2 separate regions of the Mus musculus genome follow, and region 2 is linked to region 1. The links are chromatin contacts, called in public Hi-C maps. All regions are on one chromosome and are shown on one strand. Each heading gives the region's core, a stretch centred on a gene start, on an enhancer-like site or on the middle of the called end of the contact. The rest is flanking DNA. Distances are from core to core; before and after follow the strand shown. Region 1 holds the start of Slc16a6 (solute carrier family 16 (monocarboxylic acid transporters), member 6). Region 2 holds the start of Cog1 (component of oligomeric golgi complex 1).

Region 1 (5,703 bases), core at 1,059-3,558:
CCTTATCCAGACACCAGGGGTCCAAGTCAATCTGCCTCATCTCTACAAGGGGAATCATTGTACCACACCAGGACAAGCCAAACCTGATGGAGCGGACCTATAATTCCAGCACTTAGGTGAATTCCGAGGATCGGGAATTTAAGGTCATCCTCATCAGATTTTATCTCAAAAACCCAAATAAGTCAGGCATAGTGGTCCATGCCTTTGGCAGGTCTGAATTTGAGAGCTGCCTGGTGGCTATCCTGGAACACAGAGAAACCCTATCTGGAAAAACAAAACAAAACCAACACATCAAATCACATGGGTGCTACTTAATTCAGTATCGGAACCAACACAGATGTAAAACAATGAGTTATAATAAAATAGCAATAATACACTTTTTTTTTTTTCAAGACAGTCTTTCTCTGTGTAGCCCTTGCTGTCCTGGAACTCACTTTGTAGACCAGGCTGTCCTTGAACTCAGAAATCCGCCTGCCTCTGCCTCCAAGTGCTGGGATCAAAGGCGTGCACCACCACTGTCCCCGTGAAGTAATACATTATTAATAATTAATTCTACCTGGCTGCTGTTACTGCCCTCCACAGCCTGGTTTTATCCAGTCATTCATTCATTGATGTCTAGGACTTTGGGCACTATCTAAGTTTTAAACTCAGAGGTTGAGAAAACTCAAGAGGTAGGCATCACGGCACATGCCAGCGTTTTCAGTGCTTGGGAGGCACAGTCAGAAAGATTGCAAGCCCAAGATCAGCTGAGCTCCATCTTTAAAACGTGTCTTAAAATCGTGCCATTTCCAGCCAGGCAGAGCGTATTGTGCCTGTAGTCACAGCTACAGTGCAGGATGAGGCTGGTGGACGGGTTGAAGCTAGGCGGTGCAGACCAGTTACAGACAGACCTTGGTTAAGAAAAAGAAGCCTGCGACAGGCGGTGGTGGTGCACGCCTTTAATCCCAGCACTCGGGAGGCAGAGGCCAGCCTGGTTTCAAAGCTGTCTTGAAAAAACCAAAAGAAAAAGAAAAAAGAACCCTGCGATCCCATCACTTTGGAGGCCGAGACAGGAGGATCTTCAGTTTTAGGTTAGTCTTGGCTTGGCTAGTGAGATCGTGTTTTTTAAAAACAAACAAACCAGGATTTGGGGGGGGGGGGGTCAAATATAAGTTTGAAGCCAGCGTGGACTACACCTGTCTGGGATGGGGTAAAGGTTTAATTATTCCCACAAATTTGCCAGTTATTATTCAGTGGTAGCCTGGCTGGACTACAGTGACCAGAGTAACACACTCTGCACCAATACACCTGCCTCCTCACTTAGCCACACCAGAGCCTATTGACAGCACTGGGTGACTGCATTCCCAAATCCTGGGGGAAATGACAGAGCAAGGAAAGGTTTTTATTAAAATTTTGAACCGGTGCTCCTCCCGGTGGGTGGCGACCCTTCAGGCACACTCCCAAAGTAGGTTCTCTGCAGTTTCTAACATCAGAAAGACAATCTCTGAGCCACAATCAACCGACGTGGGTTGCCTAAGTCTGAGGGGGGAAGGGGGGGGAATGCAGAGGAACAGGGCTTTTGCTGTGAGGCAGTACCCAGTTTTTCTCCAGAGGTGTGAGATGGAGTCCAGGAAACCAACTTTGCGCCCCCTCTGGCTCTGAACAGTCCCTAATCCTCAGACACGCGCTGTCCTCAGGAATAACTCGGGCTTCTCCGGAAGCATCCATTTAGTTCATAGTGACCTTTGGGATCAGGGGGCTTGGAGGTTTGGGGGTCTCGATCCCCCCAGAAGCCTCCTGGGGGGGGGGGGGGTTAAGGCTGCCGTGCACCTGTGCTCACGCCGCCTCCCGCCTAGGCGGGTGCGCGCGCACGGAGAAGCGGAGATGCTGACTCAGCCAGGCTTCTCCCATCTCTTTCGCGCAGCGCGGATGCTGGCGGCTGGTGGCTGCTGCGGCTGCAAACAAGGCAGCACGGGGAGGGGAGGCGGGGGAACACGACAGTGCACCGGCAGCAACCCAGCCGCGGGCTCCTTAGGGCCCATTGCGGCACTTCCCCCCGCATGCCCGGAAGGGGAACTGGCGGGGCGCGCGAGTTGACGAAATTTGGGGGGGAAGTGGTCTCTAGAGGAGGAACTCGGGATCCCGCGCGTGCTCCGCTCACACCCAAACTGGAAGGAACCTGTTCAGTCCGGGACCAGGGACGCGCGGGACCAGCCCAAACGCGCGCCTCCCCTGCCCTCCCAACCCCCCCTCCCCAGCCTCCTCACTGGCTCCCCAAATCCTCAGGGCGCGGGCGGACCCGGGAGCTGCGCTCGGAGAGGGGGTGCAGGGGCGCACTCGGTCGCCCCGGGCTCGATCGCGCTCCCGCTCGCACTGCAGCTAAGTGCCGGGGTCCGATCGGGCCGGGATCACACGGGCACGCGCGGATGAGGGGATGAGGGCGTCGGGCCAAGGACCCCAGAGGCGTCGGCGGGGATGGGCGACCCGCGATGACAGCGCGGTTACCTTCCGTGACCCCCAGCCCCGGCAGCCGGCAGGCGGGGCGCGTGCCTTGCGCGGCCCCGATCCACGTGGGCCCGCGCGCGCGCACCAGGCCGGCCCCCTCCTTGCAGGCGCTCGGCGCTCCCAGCACATGGTCGGCGGCGCGCCCCCGAGGCCGGCGGAGACCGGCTGCAGCCGGTATAGGATAAGAGATAGGCAGAGAGAAGCGGGGCCGGGGCGCGGGCGGCGGCACGCACGGCCCGGGAGGAGGCGACAGGGTTGGGGGGCGGGGGGAGGGTGTGGCTCGGGTGGCCGAGGCTGGCGTGGGTTGGGGGCCAGGGTACTCCAGGCTCCCCGCCCGGAGCCAACTTGATAGAGACTCTGGCCCACGCCCTAAGGGGTTAAACCTTTTTCTCATGTTACGGAGCGGTTTATAAGAAGGCTCCGGAGGCCCAGCCTCCGCCTTATTGGGTGCCTTTTGGGGTTTATTCTCTTCCCTTCTAACTTGGTGAGTTGGTTTTATTATTTTACACGCTTAAAAGTTTGATTGTGGGGTATGGGTGTTTGTTTGTTTGTTTTTTAATATGTGTTGGGGCCTTTTTTTTTTTTTTAAGGGCGGGGAGGAGGAAAGCTTTTAACATTTTAAAGAGGTTAATCCGAAAAATATTCTGACAGTTGGGAGTGTTCGGAGCCACTGGGATGACGCGCTCGGGCAGTTGTGGGCAACTGAGAGTTGAATGTCCATGACCCTAAGTATAGATGGGTTCCAGGAAATACCTTAAAGGGTGCCCTGGCCTTTGATCGTCCCCAACCCGGGGTGAAAGGAGCCAGGCTGTGAGGCGAGTCCGGCGACCGTCTCAGACCCTCTCTGGATTTTCCTCATGAAGTTGCCGGCGCGTCAGCAGAGCGAAATGTCAGAGAGGTACCTTCCTTCCCCGGGCTCGCGCGCGCACCCAAGGCGGCCACTGAGGCAGCACGAGGGAAAAGTGGAACTTCGGGTCTCCATCCCTGTTACCCCCCTCCCCAGGGCGGTCCCGGAGAGAGACAGATTTCCCTTCGGAGCGTGGGTCCCACACCTTGCCGGGCTGCACTGTCACCCGCTTGCTGCCTGCTGGTCGGTCCCGCACAACTTCCAAGGTCCGCCGGGCTACCAGCGGCAGCAAAGTGTCGTGCAGCTGAACGGCTCCAGGCGTGGGGGGAGAATGATTTTAAAGAGGAAATAGGTTAATTTCCTTCTGGGTTGTTCTCAATCCCTGCACCGCAGCAGACAAGTGATAGAAGTTTGTTAGATGGCGTGTAAAAATGTCATCGAACAACAGGGTAGGGGGGAAGATCGTAGGAATTGAGGAACCCATTACAACTCCTTAACCTGGAAGCTGGTGGTTTGTACAGCTAGGCACTGTGCTGGCTGCTTTTGACGGGAAGGGGATTTCTACCTTAGGATTGAGATTTCAGCCTCTGGTGATCTGACTGGTTTTTTTTGTTTGTTTGTTTGTTTGTTTGTTTTGTTTTGTTTTTTTTACAAACCATTCTGATGAGTGTCTAGCTACAAGAAAGTGCCAGTTCCTATACTAAGGTCTTCCCGTGTGCCAAGCACTGTTAGGTGGCTCGGGGGTTGGGGAGAATACAGTGGTGAAACACCTTTCCTGGTAATTAAGGGACCAGCGGCACCCGGCACCGTCAAAGATAGAAACTGACAGTATGTAAATAAACAATGCAGTCAAGTGGAAAACTGGTCTTAATGAGTACCACTGGCCCTGAGTTTTCCTTCTGCGGTTTCCAGAAACAGGACTTTTCCTCAGTGGAACTCCAGAGGAAGACACTTAAATTAGGGGCTTGGGTTTCAACTCGATGGTCTTGCAAACCGGGTGAATAGCTTGTAGCCAGTGATTCATTCAAACGTGGCTGAGGCCGTTTAGCAGGTTAGAGTTGGGGAAGTTTTGTTTTTTATAGAGAGAATTCAAACGAACTTCCCACACACACATGCAGACTGGTCCAGACAACTGAGGCTAGAGACAACTTGTCAGAAGCTGTATACTCCGGTCTACATCTTGAAGGAGCTTCGAAGTGCCTCTGTTCTGCTGACACCAGCAGCCGCCAGCTCATTGCCTTCTAAGCTTGTCTTTTGAACTTCGCCCAGAACTGACCCTAGACTAACCCCAGAGACTGTATGATAATCCAGTATCTTTATGTCTTTTTGCCAAATCCTTACAACAAATTAAATCACAGTGAATGTCCCAGGTAATTATAAATCTCCAAGTCCTGTAGGACACCCATTTAAGGCCTGCTTCCTTCACCCTCTCAGGGAAACAGGCTTATTATCCTGTAGCCCAAACTGGCTTGAGACTTACTGCGTAAAGAAGCCTGCTTCAACACATAGCCCACTTCCTGTCTTGGCTTCCTGAGTGTAGCTGTCTATAGGTCTATAAGCAAAGAACTTCACTCCAGTTTGTTTTGTTTTATATTCTCTCCTTTTTCTTTTTTGACAGAGACATAAGGGTAACCAAAAGCTACTAGGAAATACACTAAACTGTCCAGCCTTTTTTTTTTCCATCAGAAGGACATTGGGGGGTCTTGGGTGAAAAGCCAGCAGGCGCTTACTCAGAATAACAGAACTATCTAATGGGGAAAAACCTAGAAATCGCCTTCACAGATGCAATTTAGCCATCAGGAGATTTCTGCTAGTCCGGAACCACTGCCCAAAGGGTTTCCAGAAGATAAACCCACACTGGGCTAATCTGTAGGTGGTAACTCAGAGTCAGTCGGGGTCAAAGGCCATCCCTTGGGATTGCCTCTTCTTAGGGGACAAGCTTTGGACTCAGAACCTAGTTAGATTCAGAATCTACGTGTTGGGAACACTGAACATCAAGAAGAGAAGCCGTGGCCGGAGACCAATCAGGTTGTTTAACCAGCTCTGCCATTTAAAGCCCCACAAGGTGTTTCCCATCAGATACAAAACCAAACGGACTGGTAGTTTTCGCAGTCTGTAATTTGTGGAGGCCTTTGAGTCGTCAAGTTGAAAGGTTGGGCCTCGGTTGCTTTGTGCACAGTGTGCACAGTGTGACGGTTCGTAGAGCCCAGTGGCCTGTTGGTTAAATGGCAGGAGGAAGAGCTAAGCAAACTGCTTATTCTGCAGCCAGACACTTCCTCGTTTTAAAAGGCATGAGCTGTGTGTTGTTTTGGGGGCACCCCCAAGTCTCTTATTTTGTTTAGTAAACTTTGAAGAGGACTAGTTTTGTTTCT
Region 2 (5,703 bases), core at 2,156-4,655, 4.2 Mb before region 1:
AGCAACTGGTACTGTGCATTTCCAGCAATGACTACTGCTGACATCAAATAGAAACCCCGCATGCACCTCTGAAGGTTCAGCCCCCTTTCCAGCTAAGCTGTGCTATGCACAGAGCAGGGGCCTGAATCTTTCCGGTTCACTGGTTTATTGCCAGAGCATGGTGCAGGAGCTAGGAAATGGCAGATCGGGTGAATGAATGAGGGTAAAGGTTATAAGCTCACCAGTGGGATGCTGCCTTGTGACTGTCTCCAGGGTAGAAAAGAGCAAGCCACAGGGCAGGGATGGGTCGGGCAGCACGCCTTCTGGTAGGGTGTAGAAAAGGGCATGTGCCTGGTTCAGAGTGGTAGCCAGCAGCTCCACCAAAGAGCAAATCTGGGCCTTGATGCCAGCACCTGTAAGAAGAACGCACCCTCTTGTAACCAGTTCCCTTTAGCAAGGATGAGCACGGAACGCTGCCTCAGGCTCCCCTGGTACACACTGCTCCATTCCCTGTAGAGGAATCCCATTTTAGAGAGAAACACACCCACCGTGATGAGACTGGTTCAGGAGCGTCTGAATAGTCGCCTTTCTGGCCAGCAGGAAGTCTGTGAGGGCTTGGCGCGGAGAGCTCTCCTCCAAGAGCATTATGGAGCAGAGGGCTTCGGCCACAGCCTGGTCCGACACAGCCTGGCATTTGAGCAGCATCTTGCTTTCGTGCAAAATAGTTGACCTAGAAAGACTCACAAAGATCAACATGGAGTAGCTAACATCTGGGGTGAAGTGGCTCAGTGTATAAGGAGAAAAACGGACAGACCCCTGTGACACTTGTAGGGGCTCAGTGAGCTAGGGTGGGGGCTACCAAACTCACCGGAAGTGGCTGGCTGCTGCCACCTGGCGGATGAGGATTGGAAATCTCGAGAGGATGGGGCTGTATCTGGAGTTAGAGGAGTCCAGCTGCAGCAGGCTATGCAGGTGGCAGCAGAGCAGGTAGAGCTGTGTGGCCTGGAGGTGCTGCGAGGCTTCCATGGCGCTCCAGATCTTCTCCGGGATCTCCAGCAGCAGCTTAATCTGGGCGGCCATGCTGTAGAACTTCTCGGACGGCGGCTGTGGCTGAAGGGCAGTAGACCGTCAGAAGAGCAAATAAAAAGCACAGCTCCGTTTACACAGGCCTGGGGGAGAAGCTGGGGAATGCTTTAAGATCTCAAGCTTTTCCGTGTGTGGTATCGCACACCTTTGATCCCAGCACCCAAGGGGCAGTGGTGGGCGGATCTCTTGTGAGTTAGACACCAGCCTGGTCAACATAGTGAGTTCCAGGCTAGCCAGGACAGCACAGAGAAACCCTGTCTTTAAAACGAAAACAAAATCTGACGTTTTCATAAAGCCACACTCAGTACCACTCAGCTTGCAGGGCACTTATGTCCGACCAAATGGCATCTCACCATCTGGTTATTGGTAGGAGGGCGGGGCATCTCGCCATCTGGTTATTGGTAGGAGGGCGGGGCATCTCACCATCTGGTTATTGGTAGGAGGGCGGGGCATCTCGCCATCTGGTTATTGGTAGGAGGGCGGGGCATCTCGCCATCTGGTTATCGGTGGGTGGAAGGGAGACTTCCTACAAGCTTCCTCCTTCCTCTCCTTTCTCTTTAAGGTCACCAAACATTTCTCGTTGACTGTTCTTTACCACCCCTGCACCAGATCTTCATCTGGCTGAGACTTCAGGCCTCTCATCTGCCCTCTCACCTCGAGTCCGTCTTCAGTAGTGGTGTGTGGGGTGCCGGTAAAGGAGGGGAACTAACTCTGGCTCTTTTGTGTTCCTCCCCATCTGCTATGGGAGGCAAGCAGGCCTGCAACGGACGTCAGATGCTAACAGTTTGATCTCGGACTTCCCAGGCCTATTCCTGAGGGAAAATGAATGTCTACTCTTTATGAACTATCCAGTGTTAAATCTTTTGTTACAGCAGCATAGCTGGCCAGAGACGTCAATGTTCCAAATCTCAGTTGTCCTTACTGGGGAGGAGCCACACCTAACTCACTCCTTCCTTCCGAACTATTACATTAAATGGACATGTGGCGATTAATCACCTTTATGCTAAACTATTTTCTACTGCCATTCTAAATTATTCATATTTTAAAAATTCAATTTCCCAAGAATTTCTTTCTTTAATTAGAATGTAAACTTCAAGAACATCTTGGGAGGCTCCTGTTTATGATTTGAACGGAGAGGGCATTCCCCCAGAAATGCACCAGCCATAACCATGAAAATCAATCCATTTCTAAGACTGGGCTTACATAGTTGAAGCTAGCCAGCTAAGTCTGTCCATTTGGGAAGGGGGCTGTACTTAATGTGTAGCTTAGGGAGTGACAGGCTGACAAAGTTCCAACCTTCTTTGCCCACGTTCATTATACTGCCCTAGTTTTTTTGGCTTGGATTTTCTGACACCTAAGTAGCGCAAGAAAGCTGGCTCCACATGTGGGCTAGTGTGCTTTTGTAATTTCTTCTTCTGTTACAGTAAGTTCTCCTAGGTTAAAAACTATTTACCCTCGGCGCCCTCTGCTCATTCCTAAGCCAACACCCAATGTCAGAATTCGATCCGCATCGGGTCTTAAACGTTTCATGGGAGGACATCAGGATACCCTGAGTTTTTTAAACCAGCCTGAAATGAAACTGCTCACCTATTAAAAGGGGGAGGGTCTGACGGCTGAGGCTACCCTCCCCCAATTCTCCAGGCTCGGTCGGGCTCAGGGTGGGATGGGGAATGAATGAATGACTTTGACAGGAAGGTGTGAGCTAACGGGAGAGATCTGACAGTCGAGAGACCCCTGGCGTTTTCAGTTAAAAGGGAAGGAGAGCGCAGCGAACCCACGGGAGGCGAGGGAATCGTCCGGAAGTCCGGGAAGGCTCCCGGAGCAAAAGGCCGGCTGGCTTTTCGGCAGCGGACCAGCGTCCCGAGGAAGGCCCGCAGACGCCTCCCGGTAGCCCGCGGCGGCGAGGGGCGGGCTCCTCCGGCGGAAGGTGAGGGGTGGGGTCCGCCGGGCGGCGGGGGCGGAGGGACGTGGCGGGTTCGGATCCCGGACTGACCTGCGGGGCCCGTGGGACCCGGGGCGCCACGGAGCCGGCCTGGCGGAGGCGGGCGCAGTATTGATCGGTGGCCTGCACGGCGTCCACCAGGCCCTCGGCGCAGCGGCGCATCTGGCCGATGGTGTCCGCCGCCTCGATCAGGTCGCGGTACCGCTCGCCCACCATCTGCCGCAGCTCCTCCTTCTTGTGTTCGATCTCGGCTCGGACCTGGCGCTCCAGCCCGCGGATCTCCTCCGCTCCATGAGTCTCGAAGAGCGCGTTGGGATCGCGCAGATCCAGCCGCTTGAGCGCGGAGGAGGCGGTCGCGGCCGCCATGGTGCTAAGCCAGGGATCCGCCGGCCGCTTCCGCCTGCCAGCCCCGCCCCGCCCTCCCGCCATCATGGATGGGGGCGGAAGTGCTTCCGCCAGGTCGGGAGCCTCGGTGGTCCCAGGGACTGAGCCTCGGTGGCAGTGCTGCTCTCCAGAGCTTATTTTTTACTGTTACAATCTCCCTTCTCTCTCCTTCACTCTTCCTTCCTTCCCTCTTCCTCCCCATTCTCACCCTATGTAGGTGGAGTACGTGCGACAGAAACAGATGCGCGCGGAGGTCATAAGTTGCAGGAGGCTCACTCCTGCCATGAGGATCTCAGTATAGAATTTTAGATGGAATTTTATCGGCTTTGGCGGCAATCGCCTTTGCCTGCTGTGCCATCTCGCCTACCCTGAGCGCTCGTTTCCTTAGAGAAGCGAAATAGTTAAGGTTGTACTTGGTGGTCAAAGTCTTAGTGGCCCGGAGCCCCTTGCGTCGCACCCAAACCCTTTCCTGGGGAGGGAAGAGCTTCACCGTGGGGTTCATTATGGTAAAGATGCACGTATGGTCGTGTTGCTGTCGGTCTTACATGCATGCACGCTTTTGCCTTCGATAGACCATCACAGCAACCAGGACTGGGCCTTGGGACTCTTCCCTTAGGACTTGGCAGCTGGAGATCTGAGTGACGGCTGTGGTCCACCTTGTTACCTGGGTCTTCTATTTTATTTAAATATTGTTTAGTGGCCACAAAATGGGTTTCCCTGTTACAGGCCTCCTGTGGTGGAGAACGATGGGGAGTCCATGATGCCAGAGGATTGGACATCCTGAGATTGACCCAGTAAGAAAACCTGGACGTTCTGGCTTGCTGTTCATAAGTCCGTTCAGGGCCCTTCGTTTTGGAAAAGTTTGCTGAAGAATTCTTTCCTATGTTAACACAGAGAAAACAGTATTGTGTGTTCAGCAGCCCTGTACCACAGACAGCCTCTGGGTTTTCTCTCCCGTTCACCACTGCCACTACTTCGAGGCAAATGTCACAGCAATAGATTGATATCTAAATAAGGGGGTTTACTTACGACATTCCAGCAAGAAGAGTCCCTGCTCTATGCACAACTGAAGCCCAGGGAATTTTACTTACCTCGGGGAAGGGGGTTAACTCAGAACTCAAGCCACTTGGCTTGAGATACCGCCTACGCGTCAGAGTTCCCCCAGCACAGCGCGCCCCCTGGTGGCGCAGCGGTGACGTGCAGTCCTTTCTATAGTCCCGCGCTACCGGCTGCTTTGGTGCTGTTTTGCTTCTGAGCCTGCAGAATCTGTCTTCCGTGTTTGGAAGCGCTTCTCTGTCAGGCAGAAACTTTCCCCAGGACTTCTTGCACCTACTGTGCCAGCCTGGGGCCTGGGACTGGTCCACAAGACCTTCTTGGGCCTTTGAAGGCAGCGATGCCCTGGTGCAGGGATTTCAGCCTTGTAGAGGCTAGGTCTCACCCACAACACCTAGTGTGCAGGACTGGCAGGGACAGTGGCTGCAGCTGTAGTTTCAGGTGCCAGCGCTGGTGATGGGTATCTGCAGGTTGGATCACCCTGTGGTATACCTTGGATTAGGAATGTTCGCCCTCTCTTTGCTCCTGTCTCTTCAGCTTAGTTGCACATCCTGCCCAGCAGCTCACTGTGTTATCAATACATCCATTTTCTCTGAAAATCAGAACCGTGGTCTGTAGCTTGCCCTGGGAGCCTAACACTTATTCCTCAAGCTTCCAGTTCCCCAAGAGTTAGTAAGCTAACACCTTTCCTACACTGAGGGGAACACGATAGGCTATGATCAGTTCCATGTGGGACTAGGGGCTTCTTGTATGATGGCTTTGGCAAAGGCCACTCTGCCCAATGTGTTTTGAGACCGGCATTTGCTTTTCCGTCTTTTGTGCTGTTTCCTTGGCTGAGTTCATCAGACCTGCCTGAAGATGCTACGGTTGCCTCTCTGCCTGCAGAAGAACTGCTGCTCGGGGCTGTTTCCAGATGTCTTCTCAGCCTGGGCACTGGGAAAGCTCCCCAGGCCTTTGGGAGATGTGTCCTTGGCTCTGCTCTCTAAGGCTCCAGGTTTTACTTCTGCACCCAGAGAGCAGCCCCCTCCTTTCCTGATGCTGTCTGCCTATCAGCCAGAACTATCCAAACCAGCAACTGGGCCAAGAGCTCAGCCCAAGCAGCTAGAGGAGTCACTGTGCCAGGATGTTGGGGACAGACATTGCTTAAGCTCAGGGGTGCTGCTGTCATTTAGTGTAGTTTATGACCAGGTGTAAGTATGTGTCGAGTGAAGCTTTGATTTAATTTAATTTATTATTACTTTATTTATGAGTGTGCGTTT

What was found. Hi-C and Micro-C count contacts between places; a contact is called where the count stands out from the background.
Region 2: a Hi-C map of B cells shows a contact between it and region 1, with 6 read pairs. The contact joins the promoter of Cog1 here to the promoter of Slc16a6 in region 1. A contact is called at or near these places in 1 of 39 promoter capture datasets (pre-B cells) and 1 of 484 Hi-C or Micro-C datasets (B cells).

Annotation. Positions count from the first base shown.
Region 1 is chr11:109,470,203-109,475,905 of GRCm38.p6, reverse strand. It overlaps Slc16a6 (solute carrier family 16 (monocarboxylic acid transporters), member 6), which reads left to right and starts at 2,308. Exons shown (of 6, transcript NM_001029842.2): 1 at 2,308-2,658. The coding sequence starts at 2,414. It overlaps Arsg (arylsulfatase G), which reads right to left and starts at 2,532. Exons shown (of 14, transcript NM_028710.3): 1 at 2,485-2,532.
Region 2 is chr11:113,647,231-113,652,933 of GRCm38.p6, reverse strand. Cog1 (component of oligomeric golgi complex 1) reads right to left here and starts at 3,405. Exons shown (of 14, transcript NM_013581.3): 1 at 3,059-3,405; 2 at 848-1,089; 3 at 528-709; 4 at 222-392. The coding sequence starts at 3,373. It also overlaps a transcript of Slc39a11 not described here.